Regions from separate parts of the Mus musculus genome. Here region 2 is linked to region 1. The links are chromatin contacts, called in public HiChIP or PLAC-seq maps. All regions are on one chromosome and are shown on one strand. Each heading gives the region's core, a stretch centred on a gene start, on an enhancer-like site or on the middle of the called end of the contact. The rest is flanking DNA. Distances are from core to core; before and after follow the strand shown. Region 1 holds the start of Atp1a3 (ATPase, Na+/K+ transporting, alpha 3 polypeptide). Region 2 overlaps Pou2f2 (POU domain, class 2, transcription factor 2).

Region 1 (7,307 bases), core at 3,033-5,532:
AATAATAATAGCTATTATTATTATTATTGGAAATGGGCTCTTATTTTTTTAGCCAAAGCTCTTCCAGAAATCACTATAGATCCCAGATGAGAACTCATGACAATCCTCCTGCCTCAACCTCCCAAGTGGTGGGATTATGGTCATGAACTACCATGTCCAGCTTTTGTGTGTGTGTGTGCACATGTACATTTGAGACAAAGTCCTATATAGTCTAAGCTGGCCTTGACCTTCCTATATAGTCAAGGCTAAAACTTGAATTTCTCATCCTCCTGCCTCCACCTCTGCAGGGCTGGGATAACAGGCCTACACTACCATGCACTGTTTACACAGTGCTAGTGACTGACTGACAGAACCCAGAGCTCTGTGTAAGGCAGGCAGGCAGGCAGGCAGGCAGGCAGGTACGCTGCCCACTGAGCTGCCCTCCTAGCATTCTATGTATCCTTTGTCTTCTTCTTGGGCCTCTTGAACTTTCCAGATTTTGTGGCCAACTCTCCTCTTTTGATCTGTATTTCTAACTTGCCAGCTCATCTCTGTCTCTTTCTACCCCTGCCCCCTCGCCTAGCTGTGCCTCATCTAGGCAGCTCTTCTCCTCCCTCTCTCCCCTCCTTTGATGCTGTCTTTGAGTATGAGCCTGCCTCGTCTCTTTTTAGTCCCTGGCTCTTCCCATCCCCGAGCCTCTGGGCTCCTCTCTTTCCCAGAGTCTGCTGGGATTGCAGATCATCTCTGAGGGCCTGTGTTGGCTGTTGATTTGCTCTGTCTGGGTGTTGCAGTTGTCATCTCTTGAGAGTATTTCCTGAGGTCACTGTCTAGTTCTCACCTCTCTTCTCTGGGTTGTCTGTCACTCTAGATCTTTCTCTGTCTGTCTGTCTGTCTCTGCTCCTATCTCATTCTGGAATCTTCCTCTCTCCCTCCCTCTATGTATCTGTCTCACTCTAGAGTCTTCTCTCTTAGAATATTCTGTCTATCTATCTGTCTGTCTATCTGTCTGTCTATCTGACTATCTATCTATCTATCTATCTATCTATCTATCTATCTATCTATCTATCTATCTATCATCTCCAGCAGGTGTCTCACTATGTAGAACAAGCTAGTCTCAAATTCCTGATGTCCTTCTTTCTCCTGCCTCTTAAATGTCTGTCTGTCAGGATGCCCAGCTCTGTGTCTGTGAGTCTGTCTCTCCCTGCTCTACTTATTTCTCTCTTCCTGCCTTTGGTACCTGCTTTTCCAGCACAAGGTCTCCGTGGAGGTCACTGCCTGTCTCCCCAGCTCTTTGTTTGACCTGAGACTGTGGATGTCTCAAAGGACTCAGACGATCTTGGGAGACCACACACACACACACACACACACACACACACACACACACACACAGAGCCAGGCAAATCATGAGAGGAGAGGGCACTCCAAATGACATGGGACAAAGGCTCTCCCATGGGAGGCAGTGTGCCACATGTAAGTAGTCATTCCCAAGAGACTCCATGGACAAGATATGAACCTGACTTCTCTCCTGCAGACAGCTGTGTACTGCAGACAGTCTTGAACGGGCATGGGCATGCTCTGCCCTCGAGGAATAAGTAGGAATTGGGAGGGGGTAGATTTGGGGTATGGAAGAGCAAGAAAAAAAAGCCTTAGGTCTGAACTGAATTCTTATTTGGTGGCCTGGGCAGGTGGGGAGCGTGGTGTCCGAGGCTGGCAGGAGAGGTGGGCTGAGGCAAAGGGATGCTGACAGATCCTGCAGGCCCAGGGCCAAGCTGGGATCGGAGGCTCAGTGCAGCTCAGCGCTAATCTCCTCGTGACCTTGTAGCAACCAGACTTGCCTGCTGTCTGCCCCCAGACCCAGAGCTGCCTTCGGAACCTAGAGAAGGGCTGTAGCCCTGGAAGCCTGGGACCACCAAGGAAGAGTGCACCGGGGAGCTGGGAGCTTGGCTCCAGGCCAGCCCTGCAGCAATACTGCGTCTCAGACAAGGAGGCACGTATGGGCTGCAGGGCGTTGTGTCAGCCCCCGCAGATGAGGCAGACATGTGGAGGGATGTGAAAACAGCCAGTCTTGAGGTCAAGGGGAGAAGTGAGCCGGGTGGCAGGGGAATCAGCTGCCCTGTCCCCAAATCACTGGGAGCTGCAGTGTGGGTCTTTATGAGAAATAGAGGGCTCAACTTCTGGCTCCGACACAGAAGGTCTGGGGCCTGGACTCCTAGGTGTGAGGGAGGATGCTGGGCCTGGCCTCCTGAGTCTGAGGGAATGGGTTGAAGGCCTGAACCCTCATATCTGAGAAGGGAAGACTGGGAGTCCAGTCCCCTGGGAGGACAGTCGCATCCATGTCCCCAGGGACCAAGCCTCAGCTTCTTCTTGCCCTTGCCATGAGCAGATTCCCCTAGGGTGGCTTCCATCTGTTGGCATGAGGAACTGAGGCGTTCCCAGGAAAGACAGGAAGCTCAGATGGGCACACTGCAGGGTGGGAGCACCTCTAGGGGTGGGGGCTCTGTCTGCCTCATTGCAGCCTGCCACTGCAGCTCCTAGCCATTTTCCACGGCGTCCGTCCACCTCCTTGAAACCTGCATGGCTCACGCAGCCTCTGCCCTCCCCACCCCCATCTCGGGGTACCTGCCACTGTCTTTTCTAAAACCTTGACCAAGGCCTACCTTGACCTCCCGGTCTAACCTCTGCCTCTTCTTTCCACTACTCAAGTGTATTTTTTATTTGTTTGTTTGTTTGGTTGGTTGGTTGGTTTCTTTCAGTTTCTCCTTTGGTCTCTCTGTGTCTTTCCACGTCTGTCTCTCTCTTTGTCTCGATGTCTTGTCCCTTTTTTTTTTTTTGGTTTTCAATGTCTCTTTCTGTTTCTGCCTTGTCTGTCTCTCTCACATCTAAATCATTTCCTTCCCTTCCCATCCCCATTTCTCTAAGACCCCCCTTTCCCAAAGCCCTGCGCCCTCTCTTCTCTCCCAACCATCCGTACCCCCCCCACTTCATTCCACTTACCTGAAAGCCATCACTGACTCTCACTTCCCCCTTTCTCTCCTAACCCTCCCCCATCTAGCCCTCCCTCCCATCCCCCCTCACCCACCCAGCCCACAGATCTGCAGTTCCATCCCCCATCTTCATCCGTAGGCCCTTCATCCGCCATCTTTCTCCCCACCGTTCATGTTCCCTTTGGCTCCCCATGCTGACCCCTTTCTCTTTACCCGGGGAGGGGTCCCCCCAATCCATCCACTTCCTTCTCTGACAGCCCTCCCCAAGCCCCACCCCAGACACACAGGGAGGAATCCAGAGCTGCTGCAGGGGTCAAGTGGTCGGTCAAGGAAGGAGGCTGCATCTGCTGGAGAGATGCACAGACAGAGAAGGACACACGGACACGGAGGCAAGGACATAGCAGGCATGCGAGCTCCCCCCACCCCCACCACACGGCTGTGCTTGCACACCCTCAGCCAGGCACTTGTCTGCCAGCCATCTCCTGCTCCTCCCCCTCTTCCCAGCCCTCATGTCTGTACGCGCCCCCCCCCCCCCAGATTAGGGGCTGCGAAACCTCTGCAGCCCCAGGTCTGTCACTGCAGATCACCCTTATCCAGGTCTGCAAGGAGAAAGAGAGGTCATCTTATGTCTAACTCATAACCTGTATCTGTCTCCATTGAACCAGGGGAGGGGATGGGGTCTTGATGACCCCTAAACACTGGCATAGCTCTCAGACACACCCAGACAGGTAGCGGGCTTTGAGATGGGAGGGGGTGCACAGATGGCTGCAGACCCTGTTAGGGCTGCATTAATTAAGCCGGAAGCACGCGCACACACATTCGCCCTCAAGCATTTGCACTCGTGCCGCCACACTCATGCAAGGGGCACACGAGCAACCGCACAAGGTCAAACCGAGATGCTAAGGGCCAGCCCTCCGCCCCCCCGTGGACAAAGCCTCCAACATGCGCCACAGATTCCCCCTTCGACTCAATAGCCCACTTTCCCAGCCACACAAACTAGTCAGGTCAGCCGGCTCCCGGGTCCCCGCAGACTCGGCCCCAGGGCTCAGGAGGGCAGGAGACCCCAACTCCGGCACACAGCCAAAGTCACTGGACACGATGTCACGCACACAGAGTCCAGCCGACCCCTGCACCTACCCCCATCTTGGCGGCTCCGCGGGAAGAGCGGCGTTCAGACTGATGAGCGGTGGCCGCAGGATGGGCTCAGGCGCGGGCTCGGGCTGGGGGCCTCTGCAGCGCCCGCGCCGCGGTGGGAGCGTGCGTCTGTCGGTCCGTGGGTCCCACCGCACAGAGGCTGCGGCGGCCGGGGCCTCCGCCTCCTCATATGCCCGCGCCCGCGGGGGGAGGCGGCTCCGGCCAATCAGGAGCAGTACTGAGCAGACGGACAGCTTGCGGCCCGGCCCCCAGTACTGCAGCTGTACTCCCCCTTCCCCCCCTCACCGCTCCAACCTTGTTTCTGCAAAGTGGCGGCCACTGAGAAGCTGAGCACAGTGCGGGGGGGGGGGGTGATCCCGGACATCCCCAGGGTGGGGACTCAGAGACCCCCCCTCAATATAGGGAGGTATCTTAGGGACCGAGGCTTTGAGGGTGAGGCACCCTGGAATCTGCCTCCTTCTGGGAGTGGGGTAGATACAGGGTGGGAGGAAAGGCCCAGTGAATTGCAGTAATGCAGGGCCCCAGAGTGCCACCATCTTGCAGTATGTAGAAGGGACCCCAGGAGTCTATGTTTGACACTGTTCAGGAAGAAGATAATGCCTGATGGGGAGACATGTGGAGGGGTGTTGCGGAGGTGGGAGGGGGTCCTAATATCCTCTGCACTGTGTCCCCATGACTGAACTACCAAAGATGCATCACCACACACAGCACAAAGGAGACACAAAGCCACAAGAACATACCAGGGGGCCTGGAAATGCCCCCACCATGCAGGTACCACCATCACCTCCACGTGTACCACCAAAGGCTCTCAACCACATCCCAGTCACACCACACACACACCACCACCACCACCACCACCACCATGATCTTTCAACCAGAGGCTCAAAAACCAGCCAAAGGAGAATCTATAAAGAGCTCACACCCATCACACCACAAGAGAAACCCAGTCACGATGCGGAAGTGCTGTGGAGAGCCCACGCCCTCAGAACACCACCTCACAGACTCCCATCACACACTGCACCACAGCTGACCTTGCACCATCTCACACAGAGAGCCAAGAGATTGCTTCACTTAGCACCATTGCGCAAGCATAAGACCCACATTTCCTCCAGACACTCACAGAGGCCTCTGTGGCCACTGGCGCACAAACATACAATACCATCAAACACACTTGCACATACCCCGGTGTGTTTGGGGCATGAGAAAAGGCTTGCTGTACAAACAGGCCAGATAACTGCTGTGAATGACAGGCAAAAAAGTGCACACACTCACACATAACAGAGTCATTCAGAACTCAGCCACGAGAGACCATCTCACACATCCTACATTACTGCGCTGTCATGATGCAGGAGTTTGTTGCACCTTCAAACATATCCCAATGCTCCTACCCACACACCACACCCACATCCCCGTGTGTATAAAAGGATGCGCTTGTGTCCCGCCTCCTGCTTGTCCATGCTCTCAGGCCTGCCTCTCACACACAGCACCCATTATCCTCCTCATCCGAGCCTGAGGAGTCAGTCTCCCATGCCCACCTTGACAACATTTTGCTCATGGGAACATTTTAGACTCTCTCTGGGGATGCTGGTAGAAGACAGGGGTGGGGAACGAGAACTCTGGCCAGGAGCAGGGAGTGAGTTGACTATGCAGGGTTTGGTGCATGCTAAGATTAAGGATCTGATGGCCATGGTGGAACATGCCTTTAATCCCAGCACTCAGAAAAGCAGTCTTTATGGCAGATCTTTATGAGTTCAAGGCCAGCCAGGTCTTCACAGAAAGCACCAAGACAACCAGGAAATACATGGTGAGACCTTGCTCAAAAAGGGGTTTGAGGAGTAAGATGATCCTGACCTCAAGGGGACATGGGAAAGGAGGGACACAGAGACACAGAGTGATGGCCTTGGGCAGGAATAGAGATAGTACCACATTAGAAGGAGGAAGGGGGCTTCCCCCAGCACCTAGAGCTTCATCACAACCCTGTTCTCTGGCCCATTCCCATCCCTCCTGCGGTCCCCTGTTGCCATGGTAACAGGGAGGCTGACTCTGCAGCAAAGGAGGTTGGGCCTGCAGATCCGGCTTGTTGCCATGGAGACAAGGGAAGGAGAAGGAGCCCCACCTTTCAGCACAGGTGCAGGTGTCTGAGGGGGGGGGGGTCTCAGACACCCCTTCCTCAAGTCTGTTCCTTACCCATGGGATGGAGGGATTTTTACCAACATTTATTCATTTATCCTTTCCTTCTCTCAAGATGTAATAAGCCTGGAGGTCTGTGCCTGGTCCACAGAGGACAGGTTAGAGATGCAGGGAAGGGCTGGGGCGGGTGGAGGCAGGAGGGTCGTAGATCTCAGGAGATGCATGCTCCTCCTGCCTTCTAACTGGGCTGGAGGTCCCACCCCAGACACAGGCTCAGGCTCCTTCATGTAATTCTTCCTTAGACACAAGGCTGACTAAACTGATGACTGGTGCATAACGCTCCCAATGCGAGACTCTGCAGAAGGGGGGTGGGGAGACTTTGGAAGGTCACAGGGATGGAGGAGGGCGGAAGAGCTCAGTGAGAGGAAGAAGGGGGAGAGAGAGAGGAGATACGGACAGGAACCACCTAGATAGAGAATTACAGAGGCATGACAGAGGATTTGCCAAGGCAGAGATGAACGAACAGCCAGGGAGACTGTGGCAGGCATGTTCAGTGAGGGTGACAGAGACACAGGGCACCTTAGATTGCTGGGCAGAGGATAGGTTTGCCAAATGTAGAGAGAAAAAGAGGATAAATTCGGTGGGTTCAAAAATAGAGAAGAGCACAAAGAGAGGGGGGTGCAAACAGAAAAATCCGCAATGACAGCCACTTCAACTGCATCCAGCCCCAGGACAGGGTGATTAATCAGTCTCTTAGAGATACAGAGACAGCAAAGCCGCTGGATCTGGCCTCGGATGACACACACACCAAAAGTCTGAGATACAGAAGCGGCCAAGTGGAGACTGAGGACACCGCACGAAGCAGACTGACACGGGAGGGCGGGGAAAGAGGGGGACCTTGGGGCGTGTCCTTCTGCAGGGGGACCACGGAAGGCTATGAGCCTGGTATGGGAGGCGGGGTGCTGAACGGACAGCTCCCGAGTCCTTGTAAAGGTTGAAGGGCGGGCTCCGCCAGCTGCCGGTTCTTAATCTGGTCTTCTTCATCCTTCGGGTCCCCTC
Region 2 (7,307 bases), core at 2,057-4,556, 82 kb after region 1:
GAGCAAGTTCCAGGACAACCAGGGCTACACAAAGAATCTGTCTTGAAGAAAAAATTTTTAAAAAAGACCAGAAAGGTGTTCCAAAGGGCCCATGTTGGGTGGCTTTCAACTGCCCTCTGGGCACACACACATGGTATACACAGACACACATGTATACCTAAAAAATAGTTGACCAACCCCCTGAGAAATACACAAATTCTGGGGATACATCATCATTGGTTATGACCCCCGCTAAAACTTTGGTGGCCTCTTGAGCCATACTCAATAAAGAAAATACCTATCTACTGGAAAGACAAGTCCCCAAACTCGGTGGCTGTTAGATGCTCCTCCCTAAGATAAGCACCCAGCCAAGCCCAGCCAAGGGGAAGTCCAGGAACCTGCATTGTGCAACCAACACTAACAAAAATGACCTTGGGCCCTTTTAAGGAAGGCTTGCCTTACCTAATACGATTGTTCTTGTGTTTGGCCCCGGGCTGCCTCTGCTGGAATTACCAGCCCGTGCTATTTCACCCAGCTGCCTGCCTGCTTTATTTAGAAATTGTAGAAGCAAAGTAAGCAAGGGAATAGATCACTGCCCCACTGGTGGCTTGTAACACTTGACAAAAGAAAGCCAGCTAAGTAGACAGGGCATGTTGAGAACAGCCTGCTTGTCATTATGCTCCAGGTAGACGCATAGTGGCGGTGCCAAAACTAGAATGCTCTCGAGTCCATGGTTCTGACTACTGCCCCTTGAAGGTTGATGAAGATCTTCCTCAGCTATTGCTGACTTGCTGACGTAAAGGTTTCTTTGTTTTTCCTTGAATGGTTCTGAGGATGAAACCCAGGGCCTAAGCCCATCCACTTTACTTTTTATCCCCTTTCAGTCTTGCCCAAACCATGCACTACACACTATTTTTCAAAGCGTCAAGGCCCTCTCCCACTAATTTCTTCCATCTTCAGCCTTTCTTTTCCATTGGATCACCTGAGTCCCAGCACCTGTGTGCCAGACAGGACGCAACAAGGACAAAGGAAGCCCAGTGGCTCTGTTTTAAGGCCAGTTCTGATTCTCAGTGGTAACATCTAGTAGTCATCCCAGCCATGACCTGTAAAGTGACTATTGCAAATGAAACGTTCAAGGTGGCAGGATGATTTGAGTTGATGTCCCTCTAAGGAGGTGCATACGTTATATTCATCAGACTTCAGAGTCAGTGTGAGGTGGGTGGCCCTGGGGATTGAATCCCATGACGACCTCATTAGTGAGAAACCATTGAGCCATGCCCTCAGGCCCCTCCCCTTTTGAGCCAAGCCTTAGTAGGTAGCCCAGATTACTTCAAATCCTCAATCTTCCAGCTTTGGGTACGTTTATTTTTGAGACCAGATCTTATGCACTAGTGTTGGTCTCTCTGTAGCCAAAAATGATCTTGAACTCCTGTCTCTACCTCCCCCCAGTGCTAGGAGTAGAGGTTTGAGTCCCCAGACTGGCTTGGATTTATCAGCTTTTTTTTCCTTCTTATTCTCAAGTGTTCTTGTTGCATGTGCACGTGGAAGCTTGAGGACAGCCTCCCCTGTGGTCCTCAGAAACTCCTACTTTAAGACAGGATCTCTCATTGTCCTGCCCTGAAGTTCACCAGTGATGCTATACTAGCTGGCCATCCTGCCCCAAGGCGTCCACTTCTCTCTACTTTCCTAACTCCTAGCACTGGGATTCCAAGGGCACCAACATGCCAGGCATTTTTACACGAATTCTGGGGCTCTGACTCAGGTCCTTGCACTTCAGTGCAAACACAGGCAGGCACTTTATTGACTGAATTCTCCATCCAACCCATTGTCAACTCTTATTTTAAAGGTCTTTTTAGTTCCCTCTGGGGAGAACCCAGGGTAGGACATGGGCAGTATTGGCTGGTTCCCTGGCTTCTTGGTTCTTATTGAAGGCTGTATGCTAGAGAGCTAACAGTCCTAAGCATTATCTATCCATCCATCCATCCATCCATCTATCTATGTACGTATGTATGTATGTTTGTATGTATGTAAACAGTGAGCTGGGTCTCACTGTAGCCCTGGTTGCCCTGGTACTCTATGTAAGAGAGGCTGGCCACAGACTGCCAGCTGCTTCCTCCTGAGTGCTGGGATTAAAGGTGACCATCACTGCATCTAGCTGTCTGAATCATTTAACCATTCCATTCAGTTTCACAACCCCAGGAGTTGTCCTGTGTCTACTATAAAATGGCAGAACTGAGTTTTGGACACAGGAATTTGAATTATTCCTAAATTCCCCCAAGTTTTCTGAATGTAATTAAAAAAAAAAATCAGGCCTTCTAAGCACTGTGTGGTTAGGAGTGGGTTGTTTTCTTGTTTGTTTTGAGACATTCTCTTTTATATTTTGTTTTAAAATGTAGGAGTTCCCTGTCTGCATGTACACCTGCATTCCAGCAGAGGGCATCAGATCCCTTTATAGATGGTCGTGTGGGCCACCTTGTGGTTGGGGGTGGGCGGGGAGGGGGGATTGAACTGAAGACTGAAGTGCTCCTCCAGTGTCCTTAACCACTGAACCATCTCTCCAGCCCATCATTGAAGACACCCCCTCCCCCCTTCTCTGTGTAGCCCTGGCTGTCCTAGAACTCACTCTGTAGACCAGGCTGGCCTCGAACTCAGAAATCTGCCTGCCTCTGCCTCCGAGTGCTGGGATTAAAGGCGTGCGCCACCAGTGCCCGGCTTCACTGAAGACATTCTTAGGCCTATGTTGGCCTTGTACTTACCAAGTAGCTTATGAGCTTGGTGCTCAAGGCAGTCAGTCCTCTTTCTTCAGCCTTTCAAACCCTGGGCACACAGAGCCATGCAGCGTTCTTCTTGATCCTGTATTTTAACAGAGCAGTCTTCCCCTCCCCCCGCCACCCTGATTTAACTTCTCAGGACTCGGGAGGCCAAGGGACACCAGACATCAGTTCTCTCTGTACAGTTTTTAGTTTTTTATTTTTTTGATTTTGTGGTTCAGATGAATGACACAAGTTACAAAAACGGGGCCTTAAAAGAAGCACATTGTACAATGAACAAGCAGATTGAAGTTAAAAACACGGAAACACTAACCCGCTACCACAAGAAGAGACAGGGAAGGGATCGGGGAGGGGAGGGGAGGGGCTGCCAACACAGGGGTCTGACAACCAAAAGAGCTACCTCAATGGGCCTGGAGGGAAGGCAGGTCACTCCAGGGCCCCCACCCTGGCCCACTACTTACCAGGGCTCCACCTGGGCATTCAAGTGAGTCTGTAGAGGACAGCCACACCGAGAGGGTGGAGCCAGTCAGATCTTTACAAGGACAGTGCTCACTCTGCCCTAGGGCCTTGGCCTTGAGAAGGGATGGTGGCCGGCCATGGTGGGCTAATACCCGGAGCCAGGGTAGCTAAGCTGATCAAAAGACCATAACCCCAAAGATGCCTGCCTCCCTCCCCTACCCGGCTATGATCCAAAGGACCTCTGTTCAGGAGAAGCCACTGGCACCCTGCAATTACATAAATAAATAAATATTAAGCCCCTAGCCTTGGAGGACAGGTTGGGGGAAGGGCAGCAGGGCTAGAGAAGGCGGGGGCAGAGGAATGGGGGGGTTCACAGACAAAGTAAGTAGTCTCCATTCCAGCAACACTTCTCTGGATTTGTTTTTTTCCTTTGCTCCTTTTGTTTTTTAGGAAGGAGCTAACACCAAGGACAAATACTTAAAAATATACATTTTTTTTTTCCGCCTTTGTCATCATCGTCTTGCTTTGGAGACTGCTGAGGTCAAAGTTTAAACCACACAAAAGAACCGCGGTTTGAAGTTTTTGTGGGTTTCTTGTTTCTGTTTTCTTTTTTTGTTGTTTTTAAATTTTTTTGGGTTTTTGTTTGTTTGTTTGTTTTGTTTTGTTTCTGGTTTTGTTTTTGTTTTGTTTTTTTGTTTTTGGTTTTTTTTTTTTTTTTTTTTTTTTTTTTAGTTTTTAATTCTAACTTTTTTTTTTTCATTTTTTTTCCCCAACGTATAAAAAGGTAGCGGAGTTGTCTGTGGTTTTATTTTTTTTTTAATTTTTTTTTTATTTTTTATTTTTTTAAATGGTTAAATCTTTGGTTTGTTTCTTTTTTTTCTCTTGGAGGCCTTTATCTCTCGCACTTGCCTTTCCCACTCAGAGACCGGTGGGGGCCCGCGTGTCTCAATCGTGCTCATTTGTCTCACTCAGTTCTTACCCTGGGTGAGGGGGAGAGAGGCACCCTGGGAATGGGCTGGATGACAGAAACAGCCAGGTCAACAGGTCATGGGCCCCGACTTGACTAGTCCCTGGCTGGAGCGCCCCAGGGGAAGGGCTTGGAGACCCCGTACCTCCCCTCCCCTATACACACACCCAACCCCTTCCTCCCGCTTCTAGTCCCTACCCTGACCCCCAAGAAGGGAACAGAGAGGTGGTTTAGTTACTGGCATTATTTATTTATTTTTGGCACAAAAGGCCCACCGTCGAGGGCAGACCAGCCTCTCTCTGTTCCTCCCTTAAGCAGGGGTCAGGGCTGGGAGAAGAGAAATTCAAAGCTCTTCTCCCCCTAGTCCACTCACCTCTCCCCCAGCCCAGGCCCCGGGTCCACTGCCTGATGTCCAAGCTGGTGCAGAGCCTGGCCTGGGGTCTCCCTCCCCACTCCAGTGAAACTCCCTAGCCGTCCAACTCTCTCGCTCACACACAGACACACGGACACAGGCTCTGTACAGACCACAAAATAAAAACGATGAGATAGTTTTGTTTCCTGGAGTCGGAGACTGGGGTGACTGGAGTGGAAGGGGCAGGTGGGGGTGGGAGGGACTGGCAGTCCCCGCCCCCCCACCTAACCAAACCTGGCTCCGCCCAGCCCCCAGCCCCTTGCCCTGGCTGGCCCCCAGCCAACGATATTTGGTTTCTTTTTTTTTTTTTTAACATTAAAGTTCTATGAGGTATTTGGTGCCTTATCTCGAGTCCTCGGGGGAGAGGGGCCCGAGGTGAGGGGAGACGTGGGGCTCACCTGCCCCTCCAGCCCACCCTCCCACCCCCCTCCCGATATTTGGTTTCACAGCTGTAGTTAAAGCTTGGGATTTGGTTATTTTTTCCCCCTCCTAGGAATTTTTTCCTTGTTTTTCATTTCCCAGTGTGGGGGTTGGATGAGGAGGGTCCCCACCACCCCCAGCTGCATGGGGGTTCCCTCCACCAATGTCAGGGCGTCTGCCCCATCCCTGCCCCTGTTTCCTCCTCTCTTTGCCCCACTCCTCCACACTAGGGTGGGGACTTGATCAGGAAGAAGCAGGATAAATTGGGTGGTGGTGAGTCCCGGATTTTCTTTTCTTAACTATTTTTTTCCCCTTTTCTTTTTTTGGTCTAGAATCATGGTTTCTGTCCGAGTCATCTCCACCGTGCCTTCCACGCTGCCTGTCTTCTCAGAGGGTTGGTTGTTGTTTGTTCTTCTGGTTGTCATTCCTTCATTCTGCTCTGTTCAAATGTCTTCCTATAAAGGTCAGGAGCCCCTGGGCCCCTCTGCACCCTTGGGTTGAGTCCGGGCCCACTCGCTAGCCGCTTTCCAGGAAATTAAAATGGACAACTTCAGAGGTAGGATGAGGGCAGGGGCTGGGGGAGGGGGCGGGATCGGTTCAGTAAAGATGCTTACTACATTCCAGCGAGGATGGGTGGACGAGGTGCCCCATTGGTGCCTGGGTGGGAGGGGCAGCCACTCCACCCAAGGCCCTGCATTGGCCTAGAGTTAGTTTCTGCTGCCTCTGTAATCCAGCCCCGACAGTTTTGTTCTGGGTGAGAGAAGGGAGACCAGAAGAAAAGAGAACGCTGAGGCTTGAGGGCTCTGGCTGCCTCTCCTCGGAGTGTCCAGGATGGAAGGGGGCCCAGGCCATTGCCCGGCTCTCCCCTCTCCCCTTCTCTGCCCCTGCCCAGCCAGGGGCAAGGGTCACTCTGATTTCAATGGCTCGCGTCCTTCACAGCAACACTTTGGTTTGAAGAGAGAAACAGAAAGGAGGTCAAGAGATATGACAGAAGAACAAAGAAGTGGGGAGGAGAGGAGAGAAGATGAAGGAGAAGAGGAGGAGGGGGAAGAGGAGGAGGAGGAGGAGGAGGAGGAGGAGGAGGAGAAGGAGAAGGAGAAGAAGAAGAAGAAGAAGAAGAAGAAGAAGAAGAAGAAGAAGAAGAAGAAGAAGAAGAAGAAGAAGAAGAAGAAGAAGAAGAGAAGAAGAGAGAAAGAACGAGAGAACGAGAGAACAAAAACAAATTTTAAAAAAATCAGGGAATCAAACCACCCAACAGTTGGTTTTCCTTCGTCCATTCTTTTTGCTTCTCCTTTTTTTTTTCTTTTAAAGCTTTTTCGGTTGATTGGCAGGGAGGGAGCTTGGGGTCTCTTTCACCCATGTCCCTGACACCCTTTCTCAGCCCCACCCACCCGCTTCCATCCACCCTGGCTGAGGGACAGGCCCTGCCCCAGCCGCACCCCCCTCCGGCTTTCCGAAGACGACGTCCATGAGGTATTTGTGAAGAGAAAGAAGCGTCCATCGTTCCATCCGCCCCGGCAACCAAAGGCCTGGATCACCCTGCAGGGCTTGGCTCCATCTTGCGGCTCATTCTTGTCTTGAAGAGTCCACATCTTCTTTCCCATATATATATATATCTATATATATATCTATAAATTCTTTTTTCTAGTTTTAATTTATTGTTTGTTTGGTTTTCTGTTTTTGTTTTTTGTTGGGTTTTGTGTGTGTTTGTTTGTTTGGTTTGGTTTTTTTTTTTTGGTTCAAAACTTTGTTGGCCTCCATGGTAGGAGGGCATGGTGGCTCCCAGTAGCATCTCCTCTGTCCACTGTTGAGATTTGTCCAGAGCTAGGCAAATACAGGGTCCAGCCAATACTCGTGGAGGTCTCGTGGGAGTGGTAGCCACTTGCATGGGGAACCACAGGTCATAGTGATGTCACCACCATGTGGTTCTGATGGAGATGCCATCCGGAGGAGCCCACCACTGGGGTGTGTGCGTGTGTGCATTGGAAGGTGGGGAGGGAAGGGGACAGGAGAGGTATCTGCCAGTATCATAGGGGGTGTAGGGTGGGCAGAGCGAGGCGAGTTAATCTTTTTGGTTTCTGGTTAATGTCAAAGAACGTGAAGATCCCACGGATAGGCACTGGAATATGATTTTTTTTTTCAGGGAAACTGACAGACAGGATGGGAAGAAAGACAACTTGGTTGCCCTCACTGTATCCCCCTTTGCTTGAACCGACCACCTTCCCACAGTCTGGGGAGGAGGTAGACTCCAGAGCAGAAAGGTGATGGGGGAGCTCAGGAGGGGCTTTTGAGAGCTGGA

The links. HiChIP or PLAC-seq counts read pairs in DNA pulled down with a chosen protein or histone mark.
Region 2: a contact with region 1 is called in an H3K27ac HiChIP or PLAC-seq map of embryonic stem cells, with 5 read pairs. The contact joins the enhancer-like site here to the promoter of Atp1a3 in region 1. A contact is called at or near these places in 1 of 39 promoter capture datasets (hippocampal neurons), 2 of 15 datasets of contacts at CTCF or cohesin (the NIH/3T3 cell line and stem cell-derived epiblast-like cells), 82 of 484 Hi-C or Micro-C datasets (the AML12 cell line, B cells, the Ba/F3 cell line and 42 more), 10 of 115 datasets of contacts at active chromatin or transcription factors (the HPC-7 cell line, astrocytes, bone marrow-derived dendritic cells and 3 more) and 2 of 9 other capture datasets (embryonic stem cells and pancreatic islet).

Annotation. Positions count from the first base shown.
Region 1 is chr7:25,001,655-25,008,961 of GRCm38.p6, forward strand. It overlaps Atp1a3 (ATPase, Na+/K+ transporting, alpha 3 polypeptide), which reads right to left and starts at 4,283. Exons shown (of 23, transcript NM_001290469.1): 1 at 4,101-4,283. The coding sequence starts at 4,106.
Region 2 is chr7:25,084,420-25,091,726 of GRCm38.p6, forward strand. Pou2f2 (POU domain, class 2, transcription factor 2) reads right to left here. Exons shown (of 15, transcript NM_001163554.1): 15 at 6,695-7,307. Among named protein-coding and RNA genes, the nearest start is that of Mir6537, 9.1 kb to the right of the region's middle. Within about 2 kb of position 3,307, at least 33 of the 459 cell types and tissues checked have an H3K27ac peak or open chromatin away from gene starts, as enhancers often do. A contact at or near this core is called in the Ba/F3 cell line, the G1E-ER4 cell line, embryonic stem cells and 2 more, where this site is marked.